2 separate regions of the Callithrix jacchus genome follow, and region 1 is linked to region 2. The links are chromatin contacts, called in public Hi-C maps. All regions are on one chromosome and are shown on one strand. The core of a region is the stretch at or near the end of the contact, and the rest is flanking DNA. Distances in the headings are between cores, read along the strand shown. Region 1 holds the start of LOC100895466. Region 2 holds the start of DYRK1A (dual specificity tyrosine phosphorylation regulated kinase 1A).

Region 1 (6,658 bases), core at 3,565-6,064, 180 kb before region 2:
AGGAGATAGAAAAAAGAGAACAAAACACTCATAAACTAGCCTGCCTCATTAGTATCACAGGAAACTACAAGCTATTAACAGTGTCTGAACAGCAGAAAAGAAAATGATCAGAAAGAATGCTGTCATTGGCCGGGGGCAGTGACTCACACCTGTAACCCAGCACTTTGGGAAGCTAAGGTGGGTGGATCGCCTGAGCTCAGAAGTTCAAGACCAACCTGGGTAACATGGTGAAACCCTGTCTCTACTAAAAGTACAAAAATTAGCTAGCCGTGGTGGCATGCATCTATAATCCCAGTTACTCAGGAGGCTGAGGCAGGAGAATCACTTTAACCTAGGAGATGGAGGTTGCAGTGAGCCAAGATCAGGCCACTGCCCTCCAGTCTGGGTGACAGAACGAGACTCCATCTCAAGAAAAAAAAAAAAAATGCTGTCATCAAATTATGCTTCTGGCCTTGATGGAGAACCAAACGAGCCCAACTGCTGCAAAAAATGAAAAATTAAAAATAAATTACTGGACAAAATACATGAAAAGGCTGTTTCCATACAATTGGATGTGAGAGGGAGCTTCCGAGTATAAACTGAAAATACAATCCTAAGCTCCCCTCCACAAATTGAACGAGCCCTCTCTTGGCCAATGGGACCCCAGAAAGGTCTTAAAAACTGAGTTCCCAGTCATGACAGGATGGGAGGTCAGACAGGCCTTGTTATACCCCTTTCCTTTTGTGGTTTAGACACAGCTGATGATTATTAATGCTAAAATAGAGATCATAAGACTGACAAAAGACTCTGACAATAAGATACCAAACGAGAAATGAGACCTATGCCACGCCATGGGTCAGGTTCATGACTATGCCAAATGTCACGCTCAGGGTCAGGTTCCAGCCCACGCTGAGGTCCCAAGGGAGTGGGTAGATGAACAGAAAGAACACTCGGAGCTGTAGTCAGGTGAATATGGCTTTATTCAGCAGCAGTTTTCACCAATAGCTTTCTCACATTGTCTGCCCTGTCTGAGCTGCTCAGCCTGGTGACTCCCACACACACAGCTGCACAGCCAGCTCTCCCTTGCCTGCAGGGTTGCCAGTTTAACTCTGTCTCTCTGGGCACAAGTGAGCCAAGTAGTGTCCTGGCTCCCCTCTATCCAGCTGCAAAGATGGACAGCTCTGGCTCTCTCTCTTTCTCTGGGCACCAGCACCTGTACAGTGTCAGCAGGGCAATTATACCTTTTACAGATAACAGTGGCTTCGTGCCAAGAGATGGCCTTCCCATGCTATGGTTCCATGGATGGGATAACAAATAGAGTTATACGCCTGCACTCTAAACTCGCTGAGTCATGCAGGATGTAAACATCCTACTTCAGCCTGTCCTTGACCAAAGCAAAGCCATGTTCCTTACGCCAGGCAAGGGTTGAGTCACTCACCCCTACACTTAAAGAATAAATTCTATTCTAACAGCCACAGGGTTTTTCTTTTGTTCTACCACCTAAATAAGCACTGCTCTCAAGATAAGCAATATTAGAACAATTTGCAGTTCATGCAGATAGGCACGAACTAACTGACCAGCCATAACTACAGCTTTGATTGCACAAGAGACTGATGTCAGGAACTTTTTCTAGACGAGAGACCACCAATCGTGAACTAGTCCGGGTCAGTTTATAGAGGCTGCACACTTAAGTGCTTTCATGTCCTGAAAGGATCTTTTGACCTATAAGGCCTAAATATAATACATTCAAATGTTAAGTTTCCACCTCAAGTGAACGTGGGTTGTATGTTACATGCATGTTTGTTCAATATGCATGCATCAGGACCCCCTTCTTGAATACTCACAGTTCCTCTGATAACCTGTTGAATACGTACATTTGGTCAACGTGTTCAATTTAAACTCCTGACTTACCCCTTTTTCACCCAGAGGACCAGTCTCCGGTCTTTGCTGGAGGCTCTTCCCAGCCTATGGGATGGCCACCCTGCAGGCTGTAACCCGTTATAAGAAATAAACTCTCCTCAGCAGACATGGGGGCTCCCACCTGTAATCCTAGTACTTTGGGAGGCCGATACAGGAGGACTGCTTGAGGCCAAGAGTTCAAGACCAACCCAGCCAACATAGTAAGGTGGGTGGGGTCTAGAAGCAGGGAACCTAAAGCCAATTCATGCTGACTTCCCAGAACTAAACCAGAAGAAAAACCCCAACTTTCCACAACTAAGTAACAAAAGGACCAGAGGCTACTCCCTTTGCAAACTCTACCCCCATTCCCACTTTCCGCAACCTATCAGATTGATTGCAGGCTCTTTGTTTGCACAGAAGTGTAACTTCGGAACTTCACTTTAGCCTCTGATTGGTTGCTTTCCACAACCAATCAGATGTTTGCATAGGGTATAACCTTTGTAACCTCACTTCATCCCCTGGTTGGTTGCTTTCTACAATCAATCACACAGATTGCAAGCCACTACTCCATTTACATGGGGTATAAAGAAGGTGGGCAATGGGAAACCTCTAGAGGGTATTGAAACCCCAGAAAATTCTGTAACCAGGCTCCTGAGCCCCTGTACAAAGGTCCAATCCCACCCTGTGGAGTGTACTTTCATTTTCAATAAATCTCTGCTTTTGTTGCTTAGTTCTTTCCTTGCTGTATTTGTGCATTTTACCCAATTCTTTGTACAAGATAAGAACCTTAATACCCTCCACCAGTAACACTGTCTCTATTATAAAGAGAAAAAGTGAAACCCCATCTCTACTAAAATACAAAAATCAGCCGGGCATGGTGGTGGGCTCCTGTAATCCTAGCTACTTGGGAGGCTGTGGCATAAGAATCCCTTGTATCAGGAGGCAGAGGTTTCAGTGAGCCAAGATCGCGCCACCCCACTCCAGCGTGGGTGAAAGAGAGAGACTTTGTCTAAAAAAGAAAGAAAGAAAGGCCAGGTGCGGTGACTCACGTCTATAATCCCAGCACTTTGGGAGGCTGAGGTGGGTGGATCACAAGGTCAAGAGATCGAGACCATCCTGATCAACATGGTGAAACCCCGTCTCTACTAAAAATACAAAAATTAGCTGGGCATGGTGGCACACGCCTGAAGTCCCAGCTACTCGGGAGGCTGAGGCAGGAGAATTGCCTGAACCCAGGAGGCGGAGGTTGCGGTGAGCCGAGATCGCGCCATTGCACTCCGGCCTGGGTAACAAGAGCAAAACTCCATCTCAAAAGAAAAAAAGAAAAGAAAGAAAGAAAAACAAAACAAAAAAGAAAGTAAGTCTCCTTGCCCAAGTTTGTAGATTGTGTGATTTTTAAGTTAACAAGAGACAACCTGGTCTTCAACGCCGGAGTCCCTGCAAGAATATCATGATGGAAGAATACTCACTCAGGGCAGGCAGATGCGGCAGCGAAAGACAAGTGTTCAGCCTGGGAAAAGCTGAGCTTCAGGTGCCCACAGGACAACCAGGTGACGCCAAGCAGTGGCTGCGGATGTAAAAGGCGCAGGAAGAACACCACGCCTGGGTTTGGAAGTGCACGGGAATAATAAGCCTTGCTCTTCTGTAGCGCGTACTGTTCCCTTTGCCAGAAATTCTTTCCCTCTCCCCCACATTTATCTAGTCTCCTTTGCCTAAAAGACCATTTCAAATGGAGTCATTAGGAGCCAGCTCCTGGACTCCCGCAGGCAAAAAAAGAGCTCTGGCACCCAGCATCTGACTGTGCTAATTGGGGTCGAGTGGAAAGGTTGGGCTGGGAAAAAGCCTGAACTCCTGAGTTAAATCGACCTGGATTCAAATTCCAACTCTGCCACCTACCAACTGTACTGCCCCGAGTCATTCACAACCTCCTGAGCCTCAGAATCCTCTTGAGTGAAACAGAGATAAAACTCATCTCAAAGGGTAATGAACTTAACAAACCAATTCCTAACTGGAGATGCTCAGTGGTGGCAGCTGCGGCGTTTGCACTTTAATTGTTGATGGGCTCCCTCTTTCTCCCGCTTCTAGACTCAGCCTCACTGAGCAGCCCCGACTTCCACAGGCCTCCATGAGTCACACTGGTGCCTGGTGCTGCAGAGCTGGAGGAGGCTGTGGGGAAGGGAGCTCAGCTGGACACCCCAGCAAGGCTCAAGGAAATCCTGAGCATGACTCAGCTGTGACGATCTGAATTCACATTTGTGACTTGTCAGACACACAGGAATGAGGCCAGCATCAGCCTGCCACCTTCTGCCAGGAAGGAGATAACTAACCCGCAACTGTGAGTCACAGAGGCTTTGCTGCATATCCACCTTGGGGATGCACGGGGAGGGAGGGGGCGGGTGATGGGCTGTCCTGAGGTCCAGTAGACATTCCCCAGAGGGACAGGCGTGAAAAGCAAGTTGGGACTGGGCTTGGATGCCGTGGAGAGGGGACATGGCCTCTGCAAGGATCTTCCCAGAAGGGTCCCCTGAAGGCACCACGACGACACGGGCGGCAGGGACGTGCCCCGCTCCGGGCGAGCCTGCTTTCCTGCAGCAACTCCGGAGTTTTAGGGCATTCACTGAAGGGCCCCATGCGGGACGGCTGCCCTGCAAGTTGCTGGAGACCAAAGGACTCAGGACGCGAAGATCGGCAAGCAAAGGTGACCCGCCAACCGGAGAGCCAGTAGCAAGCACCAAAAAAGCGACCCTATGCCCACGCCTGCGCGCTCGGAAGACGCCATGGCAACCGCTGCAGCACCGCCCCCTGGAGCCTGGGCCCGGCGCTTAGGGCGTGGCCAGTGAGCTCACAGCCAATACGCGCCGCAGACGCACGGTCACGTGGCTGACCCCTCTTCCGCCTCGGACTGAGGGCTCCTCAAACGCGTTTGCCGTCCCCATGATCCCTAGCGACGGGGGTCTTCTCGCGGGAGCTGCCCAGACCGGCGGCTGGCTTCTCCAGTCGCAGGCAGCCTGCAGGTGTCCGGATTCGTCTCGCCGTGGCCCCGAGGGGGGCTGCGTTCTCAGGCTGTGCCTATCGGAGCTTCCGAGCCTTCATTTCCCGGCTTTTCAGCATCTTTGCCTCCACTCTCCACGTCGTCCTCCCAGGAAACCTCGAAACCCGAGAGTACGTTCCAGCCGGAAATCTGGGGAAATGTGATGAGAGCAGCGCATGCCAGGAACGCGCCAGCTGCTCCCAGATGCATCTCTCCTTCCTGCAACTACCCTGCGGGGCGGGCTTCCTGGCCCCCGCCTTAGAGATGAGGAAATAGGCCCAGATGGTGTTGAAAACCTTGCCCGATGCTGCACAAAGCCAGGCTTTTCCCACCAGGACACGCTACTTGCTACTTCTGAGTGACTGGCCTTGGGCCACACTTGGGGTGTGAGGGGAAGGGCTCAGTTAAGTTCTGTGCACTGGGCCGCGTCCCGGAGGACCCAGCTGCCGAACCCAACCTCGTGTCTTCAGGACAAGACACCCTGCCACCATTGCCTGCCAGAGTCCCCATTCCTGGCACTGCCCTGGGCTCAGAGGAAGGAGGCGGCCTACCAGAGATCTCAGCTGTAATGAGGCTACTCTGGCTGCCAGGAGGCCACTTAAGCACAGAGCTTACCAGGAGTGAAAAATGGGCTCCCTCACATACACCTATCGGAGCCAGCTGAGGAGATACCAAAATTGCCCCAACTATTATTTATTCATGTCGAATGAATGACTCTTCTCTCAGACCCAACAGCAAGAAATAAATGCTGTCTTAGGAGGGGCAAACTAATGGCCAGTCCACCCTTCCTACCATTTAAACCCTCCCTGGAAATGCTTGAAATTCCACTTTTAGCAGTTCTCTGAGATTCAGAATCTTCTTTGTATTCAGTGATAGGTGAAATGCACTTAACCTCTGCATTTCCAATGGGAGAGGAAGGCAGCTAAAGCACTGGGCCCTAAAGAGAGGGAAGTGGAGATTCGAAAAAGGAAAGAAGGGGCCCCATCCTTCTGGAGAGACTCTAAGAGGGGCCACTGGATCCACTTGGTGTATGTCACTAAGGAAGCTCTAAAACCTGATTTGTCCAGTTCAGCAGTCCCCAAGCCTTAGAAGGTTGATTTTCTGCACCTTCTGGGGTTCTGTCCCAAGGACGGCATGAGCCCACCGAATGTCCACAGCCACATGGGGCCACATTCACAGGGATATGAGCAAGGAACCCCAACATGCTCTTCTGGCAACACTTCCCTCTGAGCAGCCTTGTCATCAAGAGATTGACATTTCAAAACTAGGCCTCTCCCAGGACTCACCAGAACCATTTGTTCCCCTTTCCAGGAAGTAAAGCAAAACCACACAGAAAATAACGAGAAAGAGCCATAAGTCAAAGGAAAACAAGTCAATAAATCCGCTATCTGTGGCTCCAAAGAATAGAGGAAGCACCCAAAGTGACACTATTGTTCAACATTATTATTAATATGGGAAAGCCGCTTCTATTTGGACCTGCTTGTATCTCTTCATCTTTGCAGACTCTCACTGATTTCAAAGGAAAGCCGCTGGGTGGGAGCATGGACACTGCAGGAGGGCAGCAGTCATTAAACGTCTGAGAATGAGATCTGACTTTCCTTCCTCACCCTTCTAGAAAAAAGGGCAGATTCAGAAAGCAAAAGCCCCCCATTAAGTTTTGAGAAATGTTATGAAAATGGAATTTGTGGGCCAAAGGAAATTAAATCCATCTTGGGTCCCCACCACTCTTAGTTCTTCTTGCTCAGGGAG
Region 2 (6,847 bases), core at 252-2,751:
GCCGCGCTCCCGCTCCCGCCGCGGCCTCCGCAGCCAGCGCCGCCCCGGCCGCCTCTCTCCGCCCCCGGCGCTCCGGCTTCTGGCCGCGCCGCAGCCTGCTCAGTCTCTCCTCGGCTCGCGGTTCCAACGGCGCCCGGGGCCGGGGAGGCGACAGCCCCCTCCCCGGCAAATACCGCAGTCCCCGGGCCCCGAGTCCCGGCGGCGGGGCCGCGCGGCCCGGCCCGGCGTGGAGGGCGGCGGCGACGAGGCCGGGCGCCGAACGGCGGCTGCTGCAGGCGGCTTCTTCCCGAAGAGGATTTTGTAAATCTCACAAAATGGCGCGCGCTCCGAACCTGCGCAGCGAGAAGCGCCGGGGCCCGGGCGGCGGCGGCGGCTCCTCCGCCAGGAGAGCCCGAACCGCCCGCCCCCGAGTCCCCGCACAGACAGACAGACACTCGCACACACCCGCACACCCGCGCGCACACTCGCTCTCGCACACGCTCCCTCGCACACACACTCGCACTCACACCGGTCCCGCCCGCTCGCCGGCGGCGGCAGCGGCACCAACAGCAGCAGCAGGAACAGCAGCAGCAGAAGCGGCGGCGGCGGCGCCCGCACCCCCCTCTCGGGGTGTCCGCTCCCTGAGCCCGACCTGGGCCACGATCAGCAGCAGCGACGGCAGCAGTCTCCCCGGATACCCCCGCCGCGATTGCCGCCGCCACCCCCGCCTCACTCCAATGGGGCTTTTTATTATTATTCGGGCGGGAAGCGAAAGGGTTTAAAAAAAAACCAACCAACAAAATGGCGACGGACCGACCCGGTCGCTATAGCAACTGTCAATCAAAACGCAAAACCCCGGCTGACGTGCTGACGTCCTTCTCCCGCCCCCCGGCCCCGAGCCGGCAGGCGGGGCCTGTTGCTCGGGTAACGGCAGATTCCGTTCCCTCCTTTCCGTCTCCCCCTCCGTCCCCAGCCAACCACCCAACCCCCCTCAGGTCACGTGAAGGATAAATTCGGAGCTCGGGCCCGCTACGAGTGTCAGAGGAGGGCGCGTGATTCGCCCGGGGGAGGGGAAAGGAGGAGGACGGCTGGGCCGAGGGAGGGAAGGGGCAGAGGCAGGGGGGCGAGGCGGCGGCCCGGCCTGTGCGCGAGCGCCGGCCGCCTCGCCCCGCCCCGCGTCCGCCGCGCCCGCGCCGACTGCGGCCCGGGGAGCGCGCGCGGCCTCCCGCGCCGCCGCCTCCGCAGCCCCAGCGCTCCGCGCTTCCGCGCCGGCGCCCGCAGCCCCGCCTGTGCCGGTGCAGGGCGGGGGGGACGGGCGGCCCCGGGCGGGGGAGGGGTCGGGAAGCCGCGGCCTTTGGGTGGGGACCCGGGAAGCCCACCCCGCTCGCCAGTGCCTGGAGGGCTCTCACCGCGGTCCGGGCACGGCGCTCGCCTCGCTCCCGGGGGAGCGCGCCGGCCGCGGCTGTCCGCGCGTGGAGCCGGTTCTTCGAAGGGCTCGCGGGTCCCCTCGCCGGAAAAAGCCGGCGGAGGCCGCGGTGGGGGCGGGGAGGAGCCGCCGCCGCCGCGCCCCAGACATCGCAGGAATTCCGGACGTTGCGCCAGCCACGGCGGCCCTGCGGCTGGCACCCGGCTCCGGTCGGACTGCTCGGGTTTTGTGGCGCCGGAGACCAGCGTTGGGAAATTAGGCTGGAGCCATCATGAAAACTTTTTCAGGCTGTGCACGCTCGCTGGTGTCTGCCCATCTGCTTCCAACCCCTCCCCACCTTTCTGGGTGCAGCCTGCCTGCTCCATCGGAATGCCCCTTAGATGAATCCCCTTGTGCTGTTACTGTGTCCTTGTCCACTTCCGTGGTTTTCTTTTCCATACACCTTCTCGGTTTCGAGTCTTAATTTGCCCGCTTGTCCTTAACCATCAAAACTCTTCATATCCTAGCTTTCGCTGATTTTTATTCTGTCTACCCCTTCTGCCTGGCTACGTATTGCTGGGTGAGCTCCCGAGGCTTGAAAACCCAAGTATGCTGTGCTGGCTGCTATGTAATCAGTAGAGAGCCACCAGCTAAAAATTGTGTTTTGTAATGTAATGGTATTTAATAAATGTATAACTAAAAACTATGTGTGTGTGTATATACTATTTTACAGCAGTCACTAATCGATTGATTTCTAAGCTTGATTTTGCCACCTTGTGATAGTGTTCATAGCCCATTTTTTATAAACTTCACAAATATGGTAGCAACAGATAAAATCTTATGAACAATATTAAGTGTAAAAAACTCAGTAGATGCCACTGTCTATGCTACATGACTCAAAGACACCCCCTTTAAATGACTTCCAACAAAATGTCCTTGCTACGGTTACTAGGACATTGATATACTAAGGTAACCATTCGGATCAGCACAGACTTGGAAAGAAGCCTGACTAAATCAAAAATAAATTGGTCAAAAAGTAATCAGGCAAATAGCTTGCTTCGGTCTGATCTCCATGATACCAAAACGCTGCAGTCACTGGCAAAAGTTCTTTCGGATTATTGTTTCAAAATTGTCCTGCTAATGTGATTAAAGTCCACGGTCAACTTAATTGTTCTGAAGAAAGAGGAAGTGGCCCAGAGCGCCCCTTATTCAGAGGAGAGGTCGCTACCTGGTTCCTCCCAAGCTCAAACTTCCACCTATACAACTAACTCCTTCCTCTCTGCTGGTGGGTCTCTCCTTCCTGTCCCCCACCCCATTCACCAACGTTTCGCTTCTAACGCAGCACGTATTTGCAACCTTTAATACTAAGTTAAATTTGAGTCGAATTTTTATCACCGGTCATGGAAGTAACTTGTATGATAGTGTCTCAAGATATATGTCCTTGTCTTCAGTTCAGATCAACCTAGAAGATTATCGGAGTGAGGCAGAATTGAGATTATAAACGTGTGGGAATAGAAGTCATTGCTGGTCATCATATCTAGAAGGCTGCACCCTTCCCCTCCCTCCCCCCCCCACCCCCCGGCTCCCAGTATGGCACACATTGGTCAACGAATGTCATATTCAGGTTGGAATGCTGTAAAATGGTTTTATACAGGCTTCACCTAAAAGTAACCTGTAAATTACATCTGGCTCCAAACAAGTGATCACATGTAGGCAGGAAGGACTCCGGTACAGATGCCAACTGACGTGGTTCACAGATGAAATCCTTGTCGTCTAAGAATCTCTCCATTAGAGTAGCTTACAGATGTATTTATTCATAGACTGTTCACCTTGAAAAGCAAAGGCCCTCTGCTCACAGGTAGTGACAGCCTCCACTTATCCAGCGCGTTCTAGAGTATCTCTCATCTTCACAGCAACATGGCATCCCCATTATGTGGATGAGAAAACAAGTCCTGAAGAATAACATGACTTTCTCAAGGCAGTTACTGCTCACCAGTAAGTGGTGAAGCCAGGATTCAAACTCGGGTATGATTGCAAAGCCCGTGTTCTTTCCACCACACCAAGATGATTCAAGATTATGTGGTGGTAGAGTCTCTACAGAGATCATCGAGTTGGGTCTCTAGAGTGAACCCTAATCCAAAATGACTGCTGTTCTTATAAAAAGCAGTTTGTTTGGACCAAGACAAACATGTACATAGAGAAAACCATGTGAAGACACCAGGGAAAGGTGGCCTTCTGCAAACCAAGGCGCACCCAAGGCCACCAGAAGCTGGCAAAGAAGCATGGAACAGGTTCTGTCTCACAGCCATCAGAGGGAACAAACCCTGCTGACACTTTGATTTTGGATTTCTGACCTCCAGAACTACACTTCTGTTGTTTAAGCCACCAAGTTGGTGGTACTTTGTAGTGGCACTGAAGGAAACGAACACACAGATGCCAAGATGGTGGTTTCTTCTGGTTGGCGTCACATCCGTTAGTGGCCACTCTTGGTGATGCACTATTCTAAGACTAAAAGTCCAGTAGTTGTAATCTCACTGAGAGTTATAACCCAAATAAATATTCCAACGACAAACGCACAAATTAACCAGTATTCTTATCGCTGCCCCTGACATCAAGTGAGAAGGTGAACAATTTGCAGTTCGTCCCTGGACAGTGGCGTGGCCTGGCATGTGACACCCCTGTGTTCTTACAGACTTCTGGGTAAAGGTCTTCACTTTACCCAGGTGGGGTTTGTCTCCCCACCTTGTACAAGCTTTATTGTTTGTTTGTATTTTAAGACAGAGTCTCACTCTTGTCACCCAGGCTGGAGTGCGGGGGCTTGATCTCGGCTCACTGCAACCTCTGCCTCCCAGGATCAAGCAATTCTCCTGCCTCAGCCTCCTGAGTAGCTGGGACTGCAGGTGCCTGCCACCATACCTGGCTAATTTTTGTATTTTTTAGTAGAGACGAAGTTTCACCATGTGGGTCAGGCTGGTCTCAAACTCCTGACCTCAAGTGATCTGCCCACCTCAGCCTCCCAAAGTGCTGCGATTACAGGTGTGAGCCACCTTGCCTGGCCAAGAAGTTAATTCTTAATTCTCTGCACCTGAGGTCCAAAAACAAACTATAACAGTCATGTATGGTCATTACAGACAATTTTACAATGTGGAAAACAATAAAGAGGTAAGGATTACTCATAGATATCACCCAGAAAAAGGAAACATATTGGTATTTTCATGTTAGCATATGTCCTTCCAGACTTTCTTAGGGAGACATGAGCACACTCACCCACATACAACATGGAAGATATGTTTCGTGCCATTTTTACTTCCAATTATACTATGAGCACATTTTAATGTTAATCGACTGAAATTTAGATCATCATTTTAACAGCTACTAGTGTTCCATCAGTTGAATAGGCCGTAATTTAACTGTTCCTCTATTTTTTAAGGAAGTCTTTCTTTTTTGTTGTTATGACATATAACATTGCATAAACACGGCCTACATCCATTGTATACACCTGTCCAATTATTTCCTTCAGATAAAAATACGCGTTCTTAAAAAGCTTTTGATTCATGTTACCAAAATATTCCTCAGAAGCGATTCGACCAATTTGCACTCCTAAACGTAGTATGTGATGATAGTTTTCCTACACCCTACCATGCTCTCTTATTTTTATTTGTGACTTTAAAAATATGTTTGTTGTGTATTTGTGCCCTACTTGTGTATATCTACCTGATGTTTATTTGGGAAGGCAGAGAGAGGTGTTTTGGGTTATTTTATTTTTGTTTTTGTTTTTTTTAATTGATTTCTTTTCAGATTTTACTGCAAAATGAAACAGGAAGAAAAAGAAAACAAAAATGGAAGGCCGTGGGCTGCTGTTAGGTTGATACACGGATATCACCCCAGTCAATGTATCTGCAGCCGTCTTCATTCTCCTAGCCATCTCCCAAGCGGGGCTAGCCTTTCTTGCTCTCACTGTCCTTCTTCCTCTTTCTTTCTTTTTTTTTTTTTTTTTTTTTTTTTGAGATGGAGTTTTGGTCTTTTTGCCCAGGCTGGACTGCAAATGATGCCATCTAGGCTCACTGCAACCTCCGCCACCTGGGTTCAAGTGATTCTCCTGCCTCAGCCTCCTAAGTAACTGGGATTACAGGCATGCACCACCACGCCCGGCTAATTTTGTGCTTTTAGTAGAGACAGGGTTTCTCCATGTTGGCAAGGCTGATCTCAAACTCCTGACCTCAGGTGATCCACCTGCCTCAGCCTCCCAAAGTGCTGGGATTATAGGCATCAGCCATGGCACCTGACCTTCTTCCTCCTTTTAACCAGACACCTACAAACAAGGACTCTCTCCCAGAATCTTAAGGTTACAAAGTTGCTTATGTTAATATTCAGTTCTCATGGTGCTGTTAAAAAAAAAAAGAGAGAAGACAGTATTAATTGCCTTCCTTTTCATGTAAACATGTTTACATGAAATATTATTTTATGAATTGCCATGAACATTTTCTTTTCTTGTGACATTAAAGTAAAGCTTAAATAGTAAATACGAAATTATTAAAGTGTGTATTCCACAGTTTCAGAATCTCTTGAAATTGTATTTTGTGGCCAGGCGTGGTGGCTCACACCTGTAATCCCAGCACTTTGGGAGGCTGAGGTGGCTGGATTACTTTAGGTCAGGAGTTCAAGACCATCCTGGCCAACGTGGTGAAAGCCCGTCTCTATAAAAATACAAAAATTATCTGGGTGTTGTGGCAGGTGCCTGTAGTCCCAGCTACTCCAGAAGCTGAGGCAGGAGAATCGCTTGAACCCAGGAGGCAGAGGTTACAGTGAAACGGGATGGCACCACTGCACTCCAGCCTGGGCGACAGAGTGAGACCCATCTTAAAAAAAAAAAGAAATTGTATTTTGCAACATCTTGGCAAGACTTGAAAAGAAATCCACTTTTATATATTGATTCCTATGTATATAATAGCTTCCTCAAAATTAACAGCTTGAGGAAAATGCCCTAATGAAACTGTGAAAAACAATTAAGTACATGGAATTTAAAATTAGGCAGGGGGCACAGAGTTCTACAAAGATCACCTCCTGTGTTGGTTCATTAGCTCAATAGTTCTTGAAAGTTTTGGCTATTTTCTTGGCTTTTTAATCTAAGTATGTAGTGAACATCATTTAATATTTCTACAGCACTTATTGACTGCACATCTACTGCTACCATTTTCAACATTTTTCCTATTTTTGCTTCAATTCAATGCAAAATATCTTTATAGTTGTTATAGCGTTAGTACTATTTTATTATGTTGTATTTCCATGCCTGTTTCTAAACTCCAGTGTTTTTAGGGCAAGGATCTATATTTTCATCTTCGCATCACAAACACCACATCTGGCATATTATAAATACTGTTTGATTAGGAGTTTTTTTGTTTGTTTGTTTGTTTTTGAGACAGGATCTTACTCTGTTGCCCAAGCTGGAGTGTAGTAGCACAA

What was found. A called contact is a pair of places that touch in the nucleus more often than the background predicts.
Region 1: a Hi-C map of skeletal muscle shows a contact between it and region 2, with 3 times the contacts expected there. The contact joins the promoter of LOC100895466 here to the promoter of DYRK1A in region 2. A contact is called at or near these places in 2 of 3 Hi-C or Micro-C datasets (both in skeletal muscle).

Annotation. Positions count from the first base shown.
Region 1 is chr21:43,519,995-43,526,652 of calJac240_pri, reverse strand. It overlaps LOC100895466, which reads right to left and starts at 4,814. Exons shown (of 5, transcript XM_035282963.3): 1 at 4,745-4,814; 2 at 4,206-4,699; 3 at 3,348-3,445. The coding sequence starts at 4,814.
Region 2 is chr21:43,334,309-43,341,155 of calJac240_pri, reverse strand. It overlaps DYRK1A (dual specificity tyrosine phosphorylation regulated kinase 1A), which reads right to left and starts at 1,501. Exons shown (of 12, transcript XM_035283101.3): 1 at 1,389-1,501.